Regions from separate parts of the Sus scrofa genome. Here regions 1, 3 and 4 are each linked to region 2. Evidence: chromatin contacts called from public Hi-C and promoter capture Hi-C data. All regions are on one chromosome and are shown on one strand. The core of a region is the stretch at or near the end of the contact, and the rest is flanking DNA. Distances in the headings are between cores, read along the strand shown.

The links. Promoter capture Hi-C pulls out the DNA fragments that hold promoters and counts their contacts. A called contact is a pair of places that touch in the nucleus more often than the background predicts.
Region 1: a contact with region 2 is called in a Hi-C map of liver, with 2.7 times the contacts expected there. The contact joins the promoter of RRM2B here to the promoter of YWHAZ in region 2. A contact is called at or near these places in 2 of 5 promoter capture datasets (fetal skeletal muscle and liver), 4 of 47 Hi-C or Micro-C datasets (heart right ventricle, liver and skeletal muscle) and 1 of 2 datasets of contacts at active chromatin or transcription factors (alveolar macrophages).
Region 3: a contact with region 2 is called in a promoter capture Hi-C map of liver, with 2.7 times the contacts expected there. The contact joins the promoter of UBR5 here to the promoter of YWHAZ in region 2. A contact is called at or near these places in 1 of 5 promoter capture datasets (liver), 2 of 47 Hi-C or Micro-C datasets (heart right ventricle and liver) and 1 of 2 datasets of contacts at active chromatin or transcription factors (skeletal muscle).
Region 4: a contact with region 2 is called in a Hi-C map of liver, with 4 times the contacts expected there. The contact joins the promoter of KLF10 here to the promoter of YWHAZ in region 2. A contact is called at or near these places in 3 of 47 Hi-C or Micro-C datasets (heart right ventricle, liver and retroperitoneal adipose tissue) and 1 of 2 datasets of contacts at active chromatin or transcription factors (alveolar macrophages).

The regions. Positions count from the first base shown.
Region 1 is chr4:34,822,034-34,827,053 of Sscrofa11.1, reverse strand. It overlaps RRM2B (ribonucleoside-diphosphate reductase subunit M2 B), which reads right to left and starts at 3,185. Exons shown (of 10, transcript XM_021089040.1): 1 at 2,906-3,185. The coding sequence starts at 2,953.
Region 2 is chr4:35,978,280-35,983,211 of Sscrofa11.1, reverse strand. It overlaps YWHAZ (tyrosine 3-monooxygenase/tryptophan 5-monooxygenase activation protein zeta), which reads right to left and starts at 3,385. Exons shown (of 5, transcript NM_001315726.1): 1 at 3,084-3,385. The coding sequence starts at 3,377.
Region 3 is chr4:34,644,055-34,648,550 of Sscrofa11.1, reverse strand. It overlaps UBR5 (E3 ubiquitin-protein ligase UBR5), which reads right to left and starts at 2,741. Exons shown (of 59, transcript XM_021089039.1): 1 at 2,208-2,741. The coding sequence starts at 2,269. It overlaps LOC110260477 (splicing factor, arginine/serine-rich 19-like), which reads left to right and starts at 2,315. Exons shown (of 2, transcript XM_021090802.1): 1 at 2,315-3,035; 2 at 3,580-3,737. The coding sequence starts at 2,315. The coding sequence ends at 3,016.
Region 4 is chr4:34,427,281-34,431,636 of Sscrofa11.1, reverse strand. It overlaps KLF10 (Kruppel like factor 10), which reads right to left and starts at 1,505. Exons shown (of 4, transcript NM_001134344.2): 1 at 1,346-1,505. The coding sequence starts at 1,381.

The DNA of each region.
Region 1 (5,020 bases), core at 1,936-4,435, 1.2 Mb after region 2:
GCAAAAGTGATCTGATTTGCCTAAAGCATACGATCAACAGAGGAGACAGAGTGGAATTCCATAAAGGATCCACACCATGGAGACCCATTGCGCTAAGAAGTTAGGAATTTCCTGGGCAAAAGATTTTCAAACACCCCTGGGGCTAGGAGATTCAGACATCAACTGTCCCCACTTGGCCCCCATCCCCAGGTGCTGGCATTCACCATGGGGCACAGTTTAAAATAATTCCTATGGATAGTCATGGAGAGTTTCTGAGTAGGAATTAACATGAATAGGGGTGCCATGAGAAAGATAAATTGGATATTACGTGCAAGTTGAATTAGAAAATAAAGCCCTAGGAGTTCCAGTTGTGGTTCAACGGTAAGGAACCTGATTCCTATCCATGAGGACACGGGTTCAATCCCTAGCCTCGCTCAGTGGGTTAAGGATCCAGTGTTGCCGTGAGCTATGGTGTAGGTCAAGGATCTGGTGTGGCTGCTGCTGTGGCATAGGCCAGCAGTTGCAGCTCCAAATGGACCCCTAGCCTGGGAACTTCCATATGCTGCAGGTGCAGCCCTAAAAAGACAAAAACAAAAAAAAAAACTAGATTTTGGTAGCAACTATACTGTCCATTGCAGAGGTGGAAATGCCAGCCTGAATTAAGATGTGGCAGTTAGTATGAAAAAGCTACTTAAATGGGATTTTGCCAGATTTGAGAAGCTGGAGATTGTTGGTGGGGATTGAGACACCATGGTGAATATTTATTTGTGAGTGACATGGAGGCACGAGTTAATGGTGGATTAATTTGGCAGTGGTAAACAGGATTGGAGAGCATGGAAGACGGCAGAAAGACAACTTATTTGTTGTAGCTGTGTGAATGTGCAGTGAGGAGAACATGAAATAATTTCTTATAAGCCTTCCTTGGCAACATTCCATGTCTTTTCCAGAATAGTGCTTCCTGGTTCTGGTCATCTGGTCCTGAGAGATGCCCGGACATGCTGGGGCACTCATCTAGGTCAATATTCCCCAGATAGCACTCACCATGCACTGATCTAGGCTGGCATTCTACATGACCCATCCCTTCCGTTCACCTCCAGTTTCACCACTTTCATTTGCTTGCCTTCACCTCTCTCCTACTCCTCGGGTAAAGGAGACTATTTGGATGCTTGTCGGAATCATACACTATTTGTGGGTGTTTTCATTTTCATTCTCCTATCCCCATCAAATCTGGCAAAACAGATAGAATATTGGCCCAGGAGTGAGAAATTGGATTTACACAGCAGCTCTACTACTGAGTTGTGTGGTTCTGGGCCTATCACTTAATCTTGCCTAAACTGTCTTAAAAATAGGGACTATCAATTAGATTGAGTTAATTTTGAGAAGCAGATGAAAGCTATGGACACCTCCCTTTCTTAGGAGATACACATCTACACATATAAAGTCTACAAATTTCAGGAGATTTATAAATTCCTTTCAAGCCCATCTATAAACTCTTTAAGACAGTGTTCTTAAAATGTGTACCAGGATCACCTGATGTGCTCGTTAAAACTCCAGTCCCAGACCCACCCCAAGAGATTTTTGATTTACTAATTTGGGGTATAGGCCCAGTAATTTACATTTTTTAACAACGAGTTCCAGGTGATTCTGATGCAGGTGGCCCATGCTGCACCAATATATCTAGAGAAACAAAAATACTTAAGGCATCCTTGAATCTCAAGTTTAAAACAGGCGCTCATTCAAATTCATTCTAGATCTAAAGTTATGCCTTTGTCTTTGTGGGTCTGTATCCAGACAGACATAATAAGTAAAATTTAACTTCCAGGTCTTAGGTCTGAATAACCTAAGACTAGCTTCTTTTGGTGTTACTAGCACAAACAAAATAGTTGAGTTGCCCCATTAGTCTAAGGGGAGTGGTACTAAATTATTTATTTCAAAAGGGAAATAAAGAGTTTGAGGGATATTTACAATATATATAGTTACTAAATGTCTACAAAATCAAATCCCAAATCTTGAATCTACAATTTTCTGAAGAAGTTTAGAGCTAAGCAAGAGTCACTGAGAACTGAAACTCTGTTCAATCAAAGATACTACACACAGCAACAGGTTTAAAAGTATTTACAAAATATCACGGTATGAAAATTACAGCACAATTTGAACTACCCTACAACCCTACAGTCTACCGAATCCCAGCTTACTGTTATGTACCTCTACTAATATAGAAGTAGAGCAGATTAACATGGCTCATGGTTTTATTATGTACCCCCAACTTCCGTGGCACTTTGCATAAAGCTTTTTTTTGCTTAACCCTCTGTGAGGGAAAGCATCACTTCCATTGAATACATGAAAAAAAGTGATACCCCAAAGATTCATAGCTACTTTAGCCAGGTCTGCGCAAAACTGGCCGCCCAACTGATCATTTCCATTGTTAGGAGGATTTCTCGACGCCTTTCTGCCTATTATCGTCACCCCATCCACCTGTGTCAATTTCCACAGCCTCAGCCCAAGTCCTTTTAACCAGCCCAGAGATGGCATGCATTTCTCCAGTAAATGCCATGAGTCCTCGGCATTTGCCTCAATTTCCCCAGCCAGGGCTCCAGAACAGGGAAGGATGGAAAGGGAAAAAAGGGGTGAGCCTCGCTCGGGTCTGAAGTCTCAGAGCGTTGCCCTTGGGTAGCCTCGGGGCAGATCAGTGGAGCAGAAACCCAGCTACCTCCTGACCCCTCCCTGGGGACGGCCTCCCTAGCGCTAGAAAAGATGAAACCAGGCTGCGGCGAAGGCTGGAGGCCGGGCCTACACCAGGTTTCTGACGACAGTGAGTAGAATTTCCCATAGTGAAATTGCGCAAGGTGCAGGACCCAGCAGCAACCCGCACTCTAGAGGCCAGGCGTGACTGCGGGGCGGGAGAGGAAGCGACAGCAAGGTTTACCTCCTCCTGTTCAGACCCTGCCGCTTCCGGCCTTTCCGCGTCTCCCATCGCGCAGACTCCGCCAGAGCTACCGGAGCAGAGGGAACCCAGAGCCTCAAGCCACCTCGAACTAGGACAGAACCAAGTGGCCAGCGGGTCCTCTGGGTAGGCCCCGCCCCCAGACGCAGAGACCCTCCTACTTCTGTCTGCCCGCCCCGCTCCACTGTGCTACCCGGTTTTCTCGCCGGCCCATTGCGTGACTATCCTAGCTGTAACCTGGCCCCGCCTCCCCTGCCTCAGGGATCCGCCTACTTCGGCCGGCATCGCCTCAATCCTCTGTGCAGGCCCCACCTCCTGCCAAGGCCGGAGTAACTCTCTAGGTTTCCGCCAACTTCTCACAGCTCCACTGCCCCGGCCCCGCCTCCCACCAGCCCAGAGAAGCCCCTCTGAGCCTGCCAGCCCCGCCTCCCGTGCCTCCGGGCCCCTCCTCCTCCTCAGACCCCGCCCCTCAGGCCCCGCCTCCTCTTCAGACCCCTCCCCGCTGGCCCCGCCTCCCGCCCGCTCTCCGAAGGAGCTCGCCGCAGCTCCGGGCCCCGCCTCCTCAGCAGAGCCTGCCCTGCCCCGCTGCCCAGCCTCGCCTCCCAGCCTAGCAGCATGGGGCTCTCCGCCTTGGGCTTTCGGCCCAGCCTGCGTCGCCCGGCTCTAGGCGCCCAGTGCGAGAGGTTGCCGGGACATGCCAGGTCACCTCTCCAGCTCGAGACTCCCCAGCTAGCTCTCGCCGTGCCTCCGGAACACGGTATGTCGCGCTAACTCGGCCGGTCCTGAGAGACTCCCAGGTGCCTGTCGGACCACACACCGAAGGGGCTACGGAGGAGAGAGCGCTCTGGGCGTGTGGAGTGGTGGCGGTGCGGGAAGCCACGCTCTTGGTGAAAACAGAGCCGCCCCGCTACACCCTCAGTGAGGAGGAAAGGCTGCCGGGCTTTGTCCTTAGCCGAAAAGGAGAGGCTGAGGGAAAGTGTGGGGACGGCTCGGTGGGGCTTGAGAGTGACGGAAGGCAGGGACAGAGTTTGAAGGCGGCTTCCACACCCTAAGCTTGTGGTGACACCTGCCGAGCTCTTAGCAAGAGCCAGGCGCTGTGCCGCGCTGTCAGCCGGGCCGCGGAGGCTCAGGATGTCCCTCCGTTTACAGACCAGAAACTCGGGCTTGGGATTAACGACCGAGGTTTTCCAGCGCCAGAAAGTAGGAGGTTGCCCCGCTCCCTGCGAAACGCTCTTCTCAAGGCCAAAAGGCAGTGGTGGAGGGAGGACAGACCCCCGTGGGCTGGCCGAGCGTACTGGCTGCTGCTCGTCCCCTCTCTGGGGGGAACTGTCTCAAGATGACTGCCACGGAAAGAAAAAAATAATTGGGTCTTAAACAAGAAAGGAGGTGAGAGAAGGATTTGCTTTAGTAGTTTGAGGCTGACATACCGAGGGAAGCTTGTCAGGCCTTGAACAACAGGCACCTGCTTTGTGGATCGCTGGGTGAAGAATGGTAAAAACAGGGTAGAAAATTAAGGTTCGAAAATGATGAAAGCTCGTTCTCAAACCTGCCCTACATCAGAGGCAACTACTAGGGGCCAAGTGCTGAGTAAAAAAGTTTACATATGTTAATTTTGAATAATTGTTAAGGGAGTTCCTGCTGTGGCACAGTGAGTTAAGGATCTGGCATTGGAGCACCTGTGGCCTAGGTCACACCTGCAGCTGGGATTCAGTCTTTGGCCTAGGAACGCCCATGTGTGGGGAGGGGTGAGGGTTGCAGCTGGAAAAAAAAAAAAAAAAAAAAGATAAGTTTTGTGAGGAAAATGAGTCTTAAAGAAGTTGGATAATTTATCACAGGCCACGTGACAAATAAAGGGCAAGGATTCTACTATTTAATTAAAGTTATCAAATAATATATCTACTGTTTGTCAAGGTGTGATATTCAGAATTAAAGATACAAAAGTGAATGAGCCTAGTGAAAAAGAACATGAATCCTAGAATCATATCATTGTGGGCATGTGCTACCTTGGACAAGTTACTTAGCCTTTTTGAGACTCAGTTTCTTCATCTGTAGGATAAGAAAAATTCCTTCCTTGAAGGATTGTTGTGTGGATTTACT
Region 2 (4,932 bases), core at 2,136-4,635:
ACTGAGCTCAGTTTTCTCAGGAATGAGTGGTTTTTCTTTAGGCCACTTGGCTACTCAATGGTAAAAAGTTGGTCTGACTCAAAACCCGGAGCTCTTTTTCCACCACTACATTCTTCTCTGAGTTCAAATTAGGTTCAATCTAGTATGCATTTCCTCATTTTGTTTTCCATTTTTTCACATTCAAGACAAAAGTACCCAATTTTTGGCTTATCATGGTTTAGGCAGAAGGTGTTAGGCACCACTAGTGTTGAGTCCCTCTCTCACTAACAAGAGAAATCTCATCTAAGCAGTAGAAAAGGCAGACTGCATTAGTTCATGTACTGCAATCTCAAATTAACAAGGCAAGGAAAAGAAGAAATGCAAATTATTCTGCATAAAGGCAAGTCCATATTGTGAAGAATTTATCAGTAACCATCTCCACAATAATGCTCTACGACTCTTTATAAAATAGCATGGTCCCTGCTCTTTCTCTGCTTAGTAAATGTTATAAATTAAACACTTGCTAAATGCACATAACCACAATGGCAGTAACCTATAATGGACTAAAGAGCACTTCAGAAAAACTTTGAACTGTGAGGGTTAGCTCCCATCATTAACACAGAGAATTTTTTTTTAGCCAATATAATATACAGGTACTCAATAGAACAATGAAGTCAGATTTATCACTGATGCCACCAGCCAATACCATTAACTCTAAAAGGGGATTACCTGCTTATTTTCTTCAAAATCAAAAAAGTAATAAAAAATATTTTTATCGTGTAATAAGATATTGAGATATGATTAAGCACACTAATTATCAAGTAATCAGTTCAAAGAATTTTTTCTCTAGGAGAAATATCATTTCTGTTATGTTTTATTTCTTCCATTTTACTAAAAAGGGGAAAGGAGATTTTTAAGCAAGATGTTTCCAGTCTACATGACCTGTTTGAAAAAAGACAGGAAAAAGAAGCCTACTTGTAAAGAATCACAGTATCTGTAAATATCAAATTTTCCCAAGTTGAAACAGAAAAGGCCTTGGAAAATTAGCAGTGCTGCTGACCTACTTCTTTTATCTTCTTTTCCAAAAGGAGCCTTTTCCCTCATTTACTTAACAAATACTTGAGTATCTACTATATGTTAGGAGATAATGAACCACGTGAAGATCCCTAACAGCTTTACTTTTGAAAACCAAGGCTGGATGGAAAAGCTTCTTTAGAATTCTCTTAGCCTTCTGCATAAAGGAATTAAACTTCCACTTATCTATACTTGGAAATTTAATGTAGACTTTGTGAGAAGCCAGTGGTATTCTGAAAAACAATGCCAGGGACCACTATTAAAACACCTTAATAATCATGATCGACAGGGAGAAACTATTTAGAGATTAACCCAGTTCTTTTCACCCATTGATCCTATGCAGTATTTTTTTTTCCCCTCTTGATAAGGAAACCAAAGGGAAGTTAAAACAGCTACAGTCTTTTCCTAGGAAAATCCTCAAAACAATGGGAGTTTTTATACTTTTTGTGTGGAAAACATGCAAATACCTACCTGGAATCACAAATAAGCTTGTTAGTAGAGGGTAACTGTTACCACACCTTCTTTTATTCTTAAAGCTGACATTTATCTTAGGGAAATTATAACAAACTCTTTGAAATCAAAGTAAAAATTATTTAATCTATCAGGTTTTAATAACTGGGGGAAAAACAGTAGCATGAACAAAACTGATTAGCATGTACACAGGTATTAACCAGTAAACAGAGCAAGATGGGGAAAGTCCAACACTTTTTTTTTAATTACAGAAAAACATGGTATTCTCAAATTTTAAACATTCTTATTACATTCTTAAGCAAACCATAAGACCAACATTTGTCATTTAGCCTCAATAAAAGCATGGAACTCCCTTTTCATGTTAGAAATAAATGATAGCTATCAGTGTAAAGATTTCAAGTTAGTTATCAAAACCAAACTACACACAAAAGATACCACATGAAGACTGTGAGGCCATGTTAAGATAACTGTCCTTTAAAAGAGAGCCTAAAGAAAATTAACATTTGAGAAAAATATTCAATTTAGGAACTGAAGCTATTCCATTAATGTAAAAGAATACCACTACAACTGTACCAAACCCCAAACCCACAACAGCAGAAATAATTCTGTACTGCTCATTACAGCAGTTCTTCCATGAACAACGATCAAATAATAAGTAGTGCAGCTGGATTTTCAGAGAAATTGGGATACTGTATACAAGAGCGCTGCCATAATGAGACCCAATGTATAACCTAAAGTCCTACAATATAAGGGTAATCATTTAGTAAAACCCACTTTAAGTGCAAAAATGCCTGGTTCATTAAAAAGGGAAAGTATTAGCATATATAGGATGTTATATGCTAAATGGTCGATCTTCTACCAGTTTATCCTCAGATTGAAACTCTTCTGAAATAGAAAGTTACCATTTTTAAGAAAATGTTAAAACAGCCAAAATGTAATGTTCAATTTTTCTAAGGTATTTAAAAAAGCAGCCATTCAACACAGTAGGGACTGAATACTTAAAATACTTCTTGAGTGAACCTGGAAAATAAAGCTTGAGATAATCTTTTATTGTGGTTGTCAATGTTCAAAGATGACTTTCAACACTTAAAAGCAGGAAGAAAGAAAAGCAACTGCTAAGCCAGTTTTCACCATGGCTGACTCACTACATTAACATTATAGTGGCTAGCTCAGGGAAGGCTACAATGTCTCCCATTACATCTTACATAAAACAAGACATATAAAATTCCTGCAGTGTATTTTTTACTTTTAAGAAAATCAGCCATAGAACTACCACAAATACTCTAACCACAACTGAAAAATACTATTATCTTCTCCATTAGAAAAAAAATACACTGGCAGTCTATGTGAAATGATTGATAATCATCATTGCATTTATTTTATACCAACTTAATTTAACCACTACTGTTTTAACATCTTTTAGTAAAGATATTCTGGAAGACTTGGAAATCTAGAACACCCCTTTTTTAAAAGGAAAAGAAAAACCAAAAAAAGAAAAAGTTGACAGTAACATAACTGATATTCACTATAGATGCTAGACTGAATGGTTGGATTCTCACCAGTACATCATTGCAGATATCTCTTAGCTCGGTCTCAATTTTCTCTCGGTATTCTCGAGCCATCTGCTGTTTTTTCTCAGCACCTTCCGTCTTTTGCTCAATACTTGAGACGACCCTCCAAGATGACCTACGGGCTCCTACAACATTTTTATAAGCAACTGAGAGAAGATTCCTCTCCTCATTGGATAATTCAGCTCCTTGCTCAGTTACAGACTTCATACAGGCTGCCATGTCATCATATCGCTCAGCCTGCTCGGCCAGTTTGGCCTTCTGCACCAGCTCATTTTTATCCATGACTGGATGTTCTGCAGGAGAGAAAAAGTAGCATTTAGATATTTTTTCCATTAAAACAATCAGACTCAACTTTAATTCTCTTGTAAATAAGCTGTGTTAACACCCCAAACCTAATTACCTATGGAAGATTCTTCACATGAGGAATTTAATGCAGCCTCACAAAAGGATGTTCAGAATGAGAAAAAAAATTGATATACTCAGCATGCAGATGGTCATTTATAGCCATTAACAACAGTTTTGCTTTAGCAAAACTAAAGCAGCTTTGCCTCATCTTTGTTCAGAAGATCCTAATTTCACATAAGGTCAAAGCACATTTGACCAAGAGCCTTGAAAACCAACCTTTATCTTACTTGGTCAAAATTTCCACTCAGTTTCCATTATCACTAAGTAATCCAAAATCAAGGAGCTTATCTTTAGTGAAGACACCACTTACAAAAACATTACTTTCTGTCATACTTGTGCACGATTCATGTCAGTTTAATTTAATTCATGTCCTTTTAGTTTAATAGTTACTCTTATCAGGAGCATTTAAATTTACCACCCCTACCACAAGTCCACTGATCTTTGCAAATTTGTCACCTGATGACAGCATGCCAATTCTCTAGGAGAAATGACCAAATTTCTTGTTTAAGATATTCTCAATATTAACCCACCACCAAGGATCAAGACCAAAGTGGCCCTAAGGGTTCATTTACCTGTACCTTCTTATATGCACAGTCTTAAAAAAAAAAAGGATATATATATATATCTCCATGAGTCCCGGAACTTCAGTTCTATCTGTGAGCTCTAAATTATGCATAGTAAGTGCTTCCAGTGTGACCAGTGTTTCTGATGTCCTTGTTCAGTTTAAATGATGAATTACTGCACTGTTTCTAGCAGTCAAAATTCAATTGAATACATTACTACTCACGCTTCCCTTCCTAATTCTTTCTCTCATTTTAAAGCTCCCTTGACTTTTCAATTTACCCCCGTTATAGTCTTCCTTAAGATATCCTTTTGAAGAGTCGTAAAACAGCAAAGACACTAAACCATACAGTGATCCCAGAGGGTACACAATTTTAAAGAAAAATGTACAGCCTGAGTGTGGAAGAGAAGAGCTACTGTCACTCACTACGGGAATTGACTCCTTTTACCTTCCCAGGGAAATGCCACAATACTTGGGGGGCGGGGGGGTAACACCCCACAAATCCGAACAGGTCCCCACGTATTTAAACAAGTACTTAGCTAGCTTGAATGGGAAGTATATACTGCTTCAGTGTGAAAACCAAAATTGTGATCGCATAACCCTCCAACCCCCTCCCTTCTCGAAATTACTAATGCGTCCCCTAGGACCTAAAAAATGCTCTCAGGCTAATGCTCCTTCTAATGAAAACTATCTAAAACCAGTACAAAGGTTTCTCTCCTCACCCCCTCGGGTACAAGGGGAAGTGGATTAGGTTTCTCATAGAATAACCAGTGCTCCAATGACTCGCCGCACCCATTTAACCCTTAACGGACGTAAGCCGTCGAGATGAGTAAAACAAAATCCGGCCGACTGTGACTTTAAGGTGCAAAC
Region 3 (4,496 bases), core at 1,492-3,991, 1.3 Mb after region 2:
ATTTTCTTTCCTATTTTTTCAAATATCTGCCACCTCTGATGCCATGATCTCATCAAATCCATCTGTCTTTTCTTAACTTCATTAAATGAAAACTGAAGACAACCCAAATATGCTTAATATCGAATATTGACCCTACAGGAAATCAAAAACAAAGCTGATTGTTTACACCAGAAATTTAAAAAAAAGATAAGGTAGCTTTAAAAAGATACATGTTAATTTCTGAGACTAGCTGAAACAAAAGGAGTGCTCAAAAATTATTCAAAGTGCCCAACACAACTGCAAAATACGTTTAGGCATGCATAGTCAATTGAGTAAGCTAGTCAGGATTCCTGGTATATAAAGTTAGAACTAATATAGAAAACATGCCCTACTTCTCTCTTGGTTCAAATTTTCTGAGGTACAAGACAAGGTGCACCACAAGCACTATCAACTTGGTTCTATGAATGACAGTACAGCTATCCTGACTACAAGCCTGGTTCTAAAATTTACAAAAAAAAAAAAAAAAAACTTATGAGAAAGTCTTAACAAAAGATCCGTAATGAAATAAAACTGGAGTAAGGACTGAATTACAAAATCTTAAAATAAATGACTTAGAACTCATCCCAGTATTTAAAGGAACTACGTGACAACTCCAAATGGTTAATATTTTCAGAAAGTATTCCAAAAGTTTCACAAACATGTTAAATACAATATGGCTACAGCAAAGATTAGACAAATCCGAACCCAATGCCAGAAGCCTCCAGCTTCTCGGATCGAAAAGCTGTTCGCCCCACTCCCAGACCGAGGCCAATATCTTAGCAGCAAGTTAGGCCTCTTCCTCCCTCCGGGAAGCGCATGACAAACAGGGCGTCATGCAATTTATGTCACCGGTCACTTAACAAAAATATCTAACTTCTAAACTTGAGCCGAGATGGCCTTCTAAACTCAAAAGGAATAGAGAGCAGCGAAAGTGTTGGGAGAGAAGGAGGCTTAAAATGTCCCACTCTCTAACCCTGTAAATACTTAGCCCATCATTAGATCTGAGTCCTGGATTCTAAGACTGGCTTTAATGGAGTCTTCCCTCAACCTCCTCGGAGGCTGTTTTGCAACAGTGAAGGAACTTTTCCTGCTTTATCTCAGTTCCCTGAGAGCATGCGGCCCTGCAATTCAATATCCTAAACTGGCACTGAACGGTGGAGGAGGGAAGGGGAGGAATCCAGGGCCAAAACAGCCTTCTTATGAAAGACAAAAAAAAAAAAAAAAAAAAATCATAAATCCTCCTCCGCCCAGAGCAAAACCCATCCCAGAAATTTACAGCATGTTAAGAAAAGCAGCAGTGCGAACTGCAAACGCAAGAGTTTTCCTTTGACTCTACGCACGGTTTTCAGCTGTCAAATTACAACTCAGGAAAACACTATCATTAGAATAAAAAAGGAAACAAAAAAGCTCGCAACATAGGGGCCGGGAGCAGGAGCTGCCAGCATCATTTCGGGAGAAGCAGAGCAAAGGGAACCCAATCCACTTCCCCACCTCCGCCTAAATTTATCCCCTCCCGGGACAGGCAAACCTCACTGCAGGGACTCAAATTTAATAATAATAACAATAATCATGGCGCTTCCTCCCTCCCCCCAACCGCGATCTGCCGGGAATCAGCTTCTCCCCACCCACCCCCCTCCCCCGGGATCTCCAGGCCCGGATGGTCCAGAACACCCCACCGGACACGGCTCCCCGGGGCCCGGGCGAGCCCAGCCTACCCCGGGGCCCCACGCCCGGCTTCTCCTCTTCCCTCTCTTTTTACCTCCACCATCCCCCATCCGCATTGTCTGTCTCAATTCAACTTTGACTAATATGGATTCCTCGGGCCTGGGCCGGGCGGTAATTACATGCCCCCCCCCCCACACACACACACACCGGGAGCCGGACCCCCCCTCCCATCTCCACCGAGTTCAACGCGGCTCCTCCGTGGAGGGGGGGCGGGGGTGTAGGAAGGAGGGTGCAGTGCGCTTTCCCGTCCACACCACGCTCCCCACCGCCCCCGCGGCCCCGGGGCCCCAGGACCAGAAGTTTACCCCGGAGGGGCCTAGCCGGGGGCAGTGAGGACCCCCGTTCCCCCGCCGGCCGGTCGGCGCGTAAACACCGGCGCCCGCCCCGGCGCGGCCCCGTGGGGGAGGGGAGGGCGGGGAGGCGCCCCTCCCCCCGCCCGCCCGCCCGCCCGCTGGCCCTATTACCTGTCATTGAGCTGGTCCTCGGTGCCCGGCAGCGGGTGAACCACGAAATGGATGGACGTCATGGTGCTTCCTTCTCGTCCTCCTCCGGAGGACTGCCCCCTCCCGCTATGCACCCCCCGGATCCCTTCCCCTCCCCAAAACCCACAGCCGCCGCCGCCGCCACCTCCCAGTCCCCAAAAGGAGAGAAGCAAATGCGCAGGGGCCGCTGCCGCCTCCCTGCCGAGCGTGTGTCCGCGGCGCGGCGGTCCGGGCAGGAGGGCGGATCAACACGCCACCGGCTCCCCCGGCGACAGCGCGCAAGAGTGCGAGGCCGGGACCCGGGGCGCGCCGCCGCCAGCGGCAGCCGGGCGTCGGGAGAAGGGCCGACTGGGGAGGGAGGAGCGAGGCGGGCTGCGGGCTGCGGGGCTGGTGTGGTCCCGGCGGCGGACGGGGTCCGGAATAAGGAGGTGGGGAGGGAGATGAGCCCGCACCGCGCGTCACTGGCAAGAAGCCGCCGCCGCCGCCGCCAGCACCGCCGCCGCCATCTTCACTTCTGCCCCAGTTTCTCCGTCTCGCAGGCTCCGCTCCCGAGCCGCGGGGGAGGGGCGAACGGGAGGAGGAGGAGGAGGGAGGAGACCGGCGGGCGGGGGCACGGCTGCGAGGGGGCGGGGCTCCGGGAAACGGGCGGTAAGGCCCTTTCGATTGGGCGGCTCAACGTTGTCGGGCCACGACGCTGTAAGGCGCGTGCGGATTGGTCCGTTCTGATCCCGAGCCCAGCCCCCTGGGGGTGGGATATCTCCGGAGTGAGTGTTCCGGAGAGCACGTGTTAAGGGAAGAGGAGGCGGAGGGGTGAGCCGGTCGGGGTGGGGAGAACTGGAGGGAGGCTAAGTGTGTATCCCCCGGGGGAAGGGGGGGCTGGGAAAGAAGAGGGGGTTCTTCGTTCTCTCGCTCTTATTACCCTCGGGGAGGCCCTAATTATTTTGCGGACCCTTAGGGGGTTTTTGTTGTTTCTCGTCCTTGATCCGCAGCTATATTTAAAGTGGAAATGTAAAATTAGTCAAGGGGCAAGAAATACACAGCCTTTTACTGTAGAAGTAAGGTAGTTATGTAAGAACCTTTCCAGAAGGTCCAATAGTAGGATCCTAGAGCTGACTTTGCAGCTACTACGTTTATCACTCTGATCTCCCCAATTTCCCCAACACCAGCACCATCATATACCCGCACGAAGACAAATGTGGAAATTTCCACCCATTTCCTGCTTTGAATGATTCACGATTTTTTTTTTTTTACTACTTTTAAATGAAAGATGATATATCTCTTCTACAAAGATGTTTCGTTCTTCAGTTTACTGTCAGTGGGATCATAACTGCTAAATCTATCTGCTTTTTTCTAGGGAACCAGTTCATAGCTTTCTTCTCAAAGGCTTCTACAGCTGCTTCAGAAAATCAAGTACCTCTTTCAAGACAAAAAAAAAAGTGAAGGAGACCCCATCATGGTGCAGCAGAAACGAGTCCGATTAGGAACCATGAGGTTGCAAGTTCGATTCCTGGCTTCGCTCAGTGGGTTAAGAATCCCACATTGCTTAGAGCTGTGGTGTAGTTTGCAGATGCAGCTTGGATCCCACCTTGCTGTGGCATAGGCAGCAGCTGTAGCTCCAATTAGACCCCTTGCCTGGGAACCTCCATATGCCCCGGGTGGAGCCTTAAAAAAAAAAAAAAAAGAAAACATGAAGCCTCTTCTCCAGTATGTTTGGATATTCATTAAACCAGGGTTCCTATGAAACATTTTTAATATTAACTACCACTCTTCTGCTAATGCATTACAGACATAGACACACACACTCTTTTGCTTAGGAAGTTCTTTTGAACAAAATACATGAAAATTTATTTATAATTAAGATAGCGTAAATAGCCCTGGAGACAGATAATGGAACACTTTTGTAGGTCGCCAGCTCCAAATTGGCCCAGATTAATTTAGACTAAAAAGTGACTTCAAGGCCACTGTCTATTAGAAGTCCATGGGAGACATAGGGAAGCAGGGTAGACCAGTGGACACTGCTGGTTTTGGAGCTAGACAGATGTGAATTTGTGCCCTGTTTCTGTTGCTTAATGTGACTTTTATTAAATCATTTAACCTGTCATAAATATTTCTCATTTGCGAAATATTCCATAGTAATAGATCTATATAGGGTTTCAGTGAGGCCTAAACAAGTAAACAAGTGTTCAAGCTCCTAGACCACTTTATAATAGTAGTCTCAGCAGATGCTTTTATTTGTCTCACTATGTGCCACTTGGCAAATGTATCACTTGA
Region 4 (4,356 bases), core at 256-2,755, 1.5 Mb after region 2:
GGCGCCGCCGCCAACCGCCCGGCAGTGCGCGCCCCAGCCCGCGGGGAGGGGCGGGGCCCTGGGCCGGGGAGCGCCCGCCCCTTCCAACTCCCAGCGAGCCGCCGTTCCCTTAGGAACCGACAGCGGGGCCGGGCTTTGCTCCCGCCCCTGGCGGAGGCCGGAGCTGGGTCACTCGGGGACGAGAAGCTCCCCGAGCGCACCCGCTCCCGGCCCACCCCCAGCCTCCGCCTCAGCTGCCGGGGGAGGAGCCGGGTCCCCGCGGAAACCCGGCCCCCGCCCTCCTCCGGCCGCAGCCCCCGGGGACCTAGCCGAGCCCTCTGCGCTTCCCGCCCACGCCGCCCGCGGGATTTCGGACCACCCTGACTCTCCCCGAAGATGCGGCGCCCCCTCCCCGAGGTTTCCTGCAGCTCCGGCCCCAGCCCGTTGCGCATCTCCACGAGTTCCCAGACGTGCAGCCCCAACAGGCCCCGGCTCCAGACGCGCGGCCCCACGGCCTGCGGCTCCCGCCTTAACACGCTGCCCCCGCGTCTCGCGGCCCGGCTCCCCCCGCCCACCTTCTCCGCCCTGCTGCTGGGTCCCGCTTCCCACCCTCACATCGCCGAGGCGGCTCTCTGCCCCCTCCGAGAGGTGCTCAGAGTGTGGCCACCTGCCTGCCCCGGGAATGGGAAGTCCCTCCAGACGTCGGGGGGGGGGCAACTCCGCGGCCCCCCTCAGGGGTCCCGGGGCCGCGTGCCATCCCCCACGCTCCTGCCAGTCGCCCCTCCCCCAGTGGTCGGCTATCTGCTGAGCAGCCCCCGTCCCGCAAGCCTCCGTTCAGACCGCCTAAATGGGGAGCCCCCTTTCCTCTCCTGCGGACACCTTGCCCCGCAAATCCTCGCAAGCACTACTCTCCCACCCTGGGTTGCATTCCTGATCTAGACAGAGGCAGCTCTCTACAGCACCAGGTGCAGGGTGGCCCCCTCACCCCCCTCCTCCTTCCACACCTCCTATCCTCGCTGAAAGGGTAGCAGCCCCCACCCCACTCTTGCCACCCCTCCAGTCATCCTCCCCCTCACCTGCTTCAGGTCTCCCGGCAGAGCTGACCCTTTCCCTCATTACACCTAGAGCAAGAACCCCCTCTCCCTTCGTCTCTAGACCCCAGCCTGCTTCTCCTGACCCTCTTCACTACGCACGCCGTCACTAAAGACCGGTCTGCACACAGAAAGCCCCTTCCTCTCCTACGACTCCACTGCAGCCCCCGTCCTCCGGCGTGGCTGATGTCACGGGGCTCAGGCTTCGCGCCCCCCGGGGGCCCCTCAGACGCAGCATAGGCCAGGAAGGACAGGGGCATCCCCAGGTGACTTACCGCAGCTTGCTGGAGAGAAGCGCCGAAGTTGAGCATGGTTGGCTGCCTGGCCGCCCGCGGCGAGCTGACTGGCTGCTAGGCTGGTTGGCTGCCTGGCCACAGACGGGCGCCCAGAGACACTCGACGCCACTCCCGCCGCCGCCGCGCTCCGCGCCGTCTGCCCCCTCCCCATTCAGGTAGCTGCTCCGCCTGCCCCGCGCCGCGGGAGGGGGTGGGGGCGGAGCCTGCTATCGGCCAATCAGCGACAAAGGTGTGTGAGGCGCCGGCCAATGGGCTAGCGGAGCCACGCGTGATCAGCGGCTGCCCGGCAGCGTGAAGCTTGTGTCAGTGGAGCGTGTACACAATCCCCGGCAGCGTGTTCCCTCGGCCCAGCCCGAGGGAACTCCCGCCGCCACCTGACTCAGTGACACCGCCCCCACCCCTCATCCACGCCCCCGCCTGTAGTTCCCCCTCCCTGGCCTGGGTGGGGGGCGGCGCTGAGAACGGGGGCCTAGCCCGGAGGCGCGGCAGCGGCGGCGCGCCCAGGGACTGCGGAGGGCCGGCCCCACGTGGGAGGTGGGGAAGGATGCCCGCTCCGCCCTGTCCCCGCCGCACGAGGCCCCATCTCGGCTCTCCGCGGGGTAGGCGGGACGCCGGGTAGCCAGGCGGGGGAGGCAGTGGCTGCAAGCCAAGGGTCCCGAGCCAAGAGATTTGCATTTGGAAGCGCCGTCCCCTTGCGCGTCTGGCGAGAAAACAGAGCCCGGTGACCGACTGAGCTGCATTTTTGGAGCATTTGCAGGGTTCTGACTCGCAGAGCCCTGGATAGCACCAAGGGAGGGTAGGAGAGGGAAGGGAATCCTGTCACTATGCGGACACCTGCTCCTGCGCCCCCCGCCCACGCCAGGGCCGGCGGCGCGGGCTCGCCCTCTCCATCTGCGCTGCCTGCGGCATTGCCCGCCCCCGTCCGCCCCGCCCATCCTTCCTCCTGGGCGGTGGAGAGAATGCTGTGGGGACGGCAGGAAGCCCCGAGAACTAGACCAAGGGGGTGATGGGGAGCCATAGACTAGAGTTCTTATCTTTCTCTGGCGCCGGCGCTCGTTTGCAGAATCGAGTTTTGAGCTCGCTCTAAAGTTTAAATTGCAGTCTACCAGCTGTTTCAAAGGTAGACCCTACCCCCACACACACCCCAGGCCAAGGCCTCCGGAAACGCTCTGCCAGGAAACTGCTGCTGGGGATGGGGTGGGGATGCGGTGGGGCGGGGTCTTCTAGGGTCGCCTGGCGCCAGGCAGGGCACGCCTGCGGGTGGGTTGCAGTGGAAATGCCCATCAAATCAAAGACACAATCCCCACCCCCACCCCACCCCAACCCCACCCCCGTCCCCGGCCGGCGAAAGCACCGGCCCCACCCCCCCCAACCCCCCCGCCCTGACCCACTGGCTGATCTGAGGCGGTCTGGGGTTTCCAGAATGCGAGACTACGGTTCTGCTTTGGCTATTTGCCCCCTTTTGGCCTTTTGGTGTCTGTTCATGGCAGCTGTTGTTGGAGAGGGCAATGATAACTCGGCTTAAAGCAAAGGAGATTTTCTCTTTCCGAGGTCTGAACACAGGTCACAAATCACTGCGCCTTCCTCCAGGTGTCTCGCCTCTGTGTGTAACTGAACGGCTAGTTTAAGTGTCCTCTTTCCCAATAATCACAAAATGAGTATAGAAAAGGGAATGAATTATTTTAAAAACAGCCACATCTATGAACATCTTTTAATGGTTCCTTCTGGAATATCTCTTCTTGTATATCTAAGGCCCAGGCTAGCCAACAACAGTAGTAGCAATCAACCAAGGCCAGAGCCGCCCACTGCGAGAGGGGAAGAGGACTGAATGGCCTCCTGTCACAGCCTCGCCTGAATCTGCTGGACGAGCGCCAGCTCAGCAGCCCAGGCAGCTCTTCCTGTCTCCCCTCTATCCCATGCCCCAGCTTCTGTCTGCAGGGGTGTTCCTCCCTGCTGGCTTCCTTCCGCCTGGGCTGTCCCATCCTGTTGATCTGAACCTAAGGGTACTGGAGCAGCTGGCCCTGGGCACCTGCTGCAGCAGAGGAAGCTCCTGCCTGTGCCCAGCCGGCAGCCCAGCCTTCCTTCCTGTCAGGGAGCCACCCCCCTCCGGTGGCCACAGCCAGGCCTCCAGGTCTGAACTTGGTCCCTTCCTCAGGAATGTGGGGCCTGCTGGCATAGTGCCCCAGCGTGCTGAGAAGCAGGGAGCATTTATGGCTTGTGGGAGTGATTCAAAACAGGAAAGAAAAGAAGGGGTAGGAGAAACAGTGTGGCGGTGGCACAATTCCTAGAGATTCAGAGAAAGATGTTCCTCACGCACCTCAGACTCAAAGTAACCAAAACTAAAATCCTTGTTTTTACTTCTTCCCATATGCGGCTCTCATCTCCAGCCTTCACCTCTCCCCCAAAGCCCTGAATCCAGTAGGTCCCCAGATGCCAGCAGTCTTGCCTCAGGAATACCTCTCTTCCCTTACTTTCCATTTGTCACTCAAATGTCACTCTAGGCCAGTCTGGCATCAACTCTTTAAACAATCTGTGCTCTCCTCACCCAAGCCCCAGTCCCAGCCCCACTGGCACCCCCAGTGCCAAACTCTCTACACTAAAACCAGAGTGGGCTTTTTGAAAGTCCTGATGCAATCATGACACTCCCTACTTAAAAATTATCCTTTGCTCCTGCTGCCTAGGGAAGAAAAGCCCATTCCATTCTGCCCCCAACCCTCCCCACCCTCCCAATGGTCATCTTCCACCCAGACACACCCTTGCCCATGGCCACATCCTTATTCAGTAAATACTGTGATGTTCCTTTATCTGCTCCATTCAACAATATTTGTTGAGTACATGTGTTGTGGGTACTGGGACAATAGCAATGAATAAGACAGGCCAGGTCCCTGCTCTCAAAAGGCTTGGATGGGAAGACAAAGATAAGGAGACTATATATATATATACATATATATATATATATATATAATCACTTATGACACTAAGTTAATTAC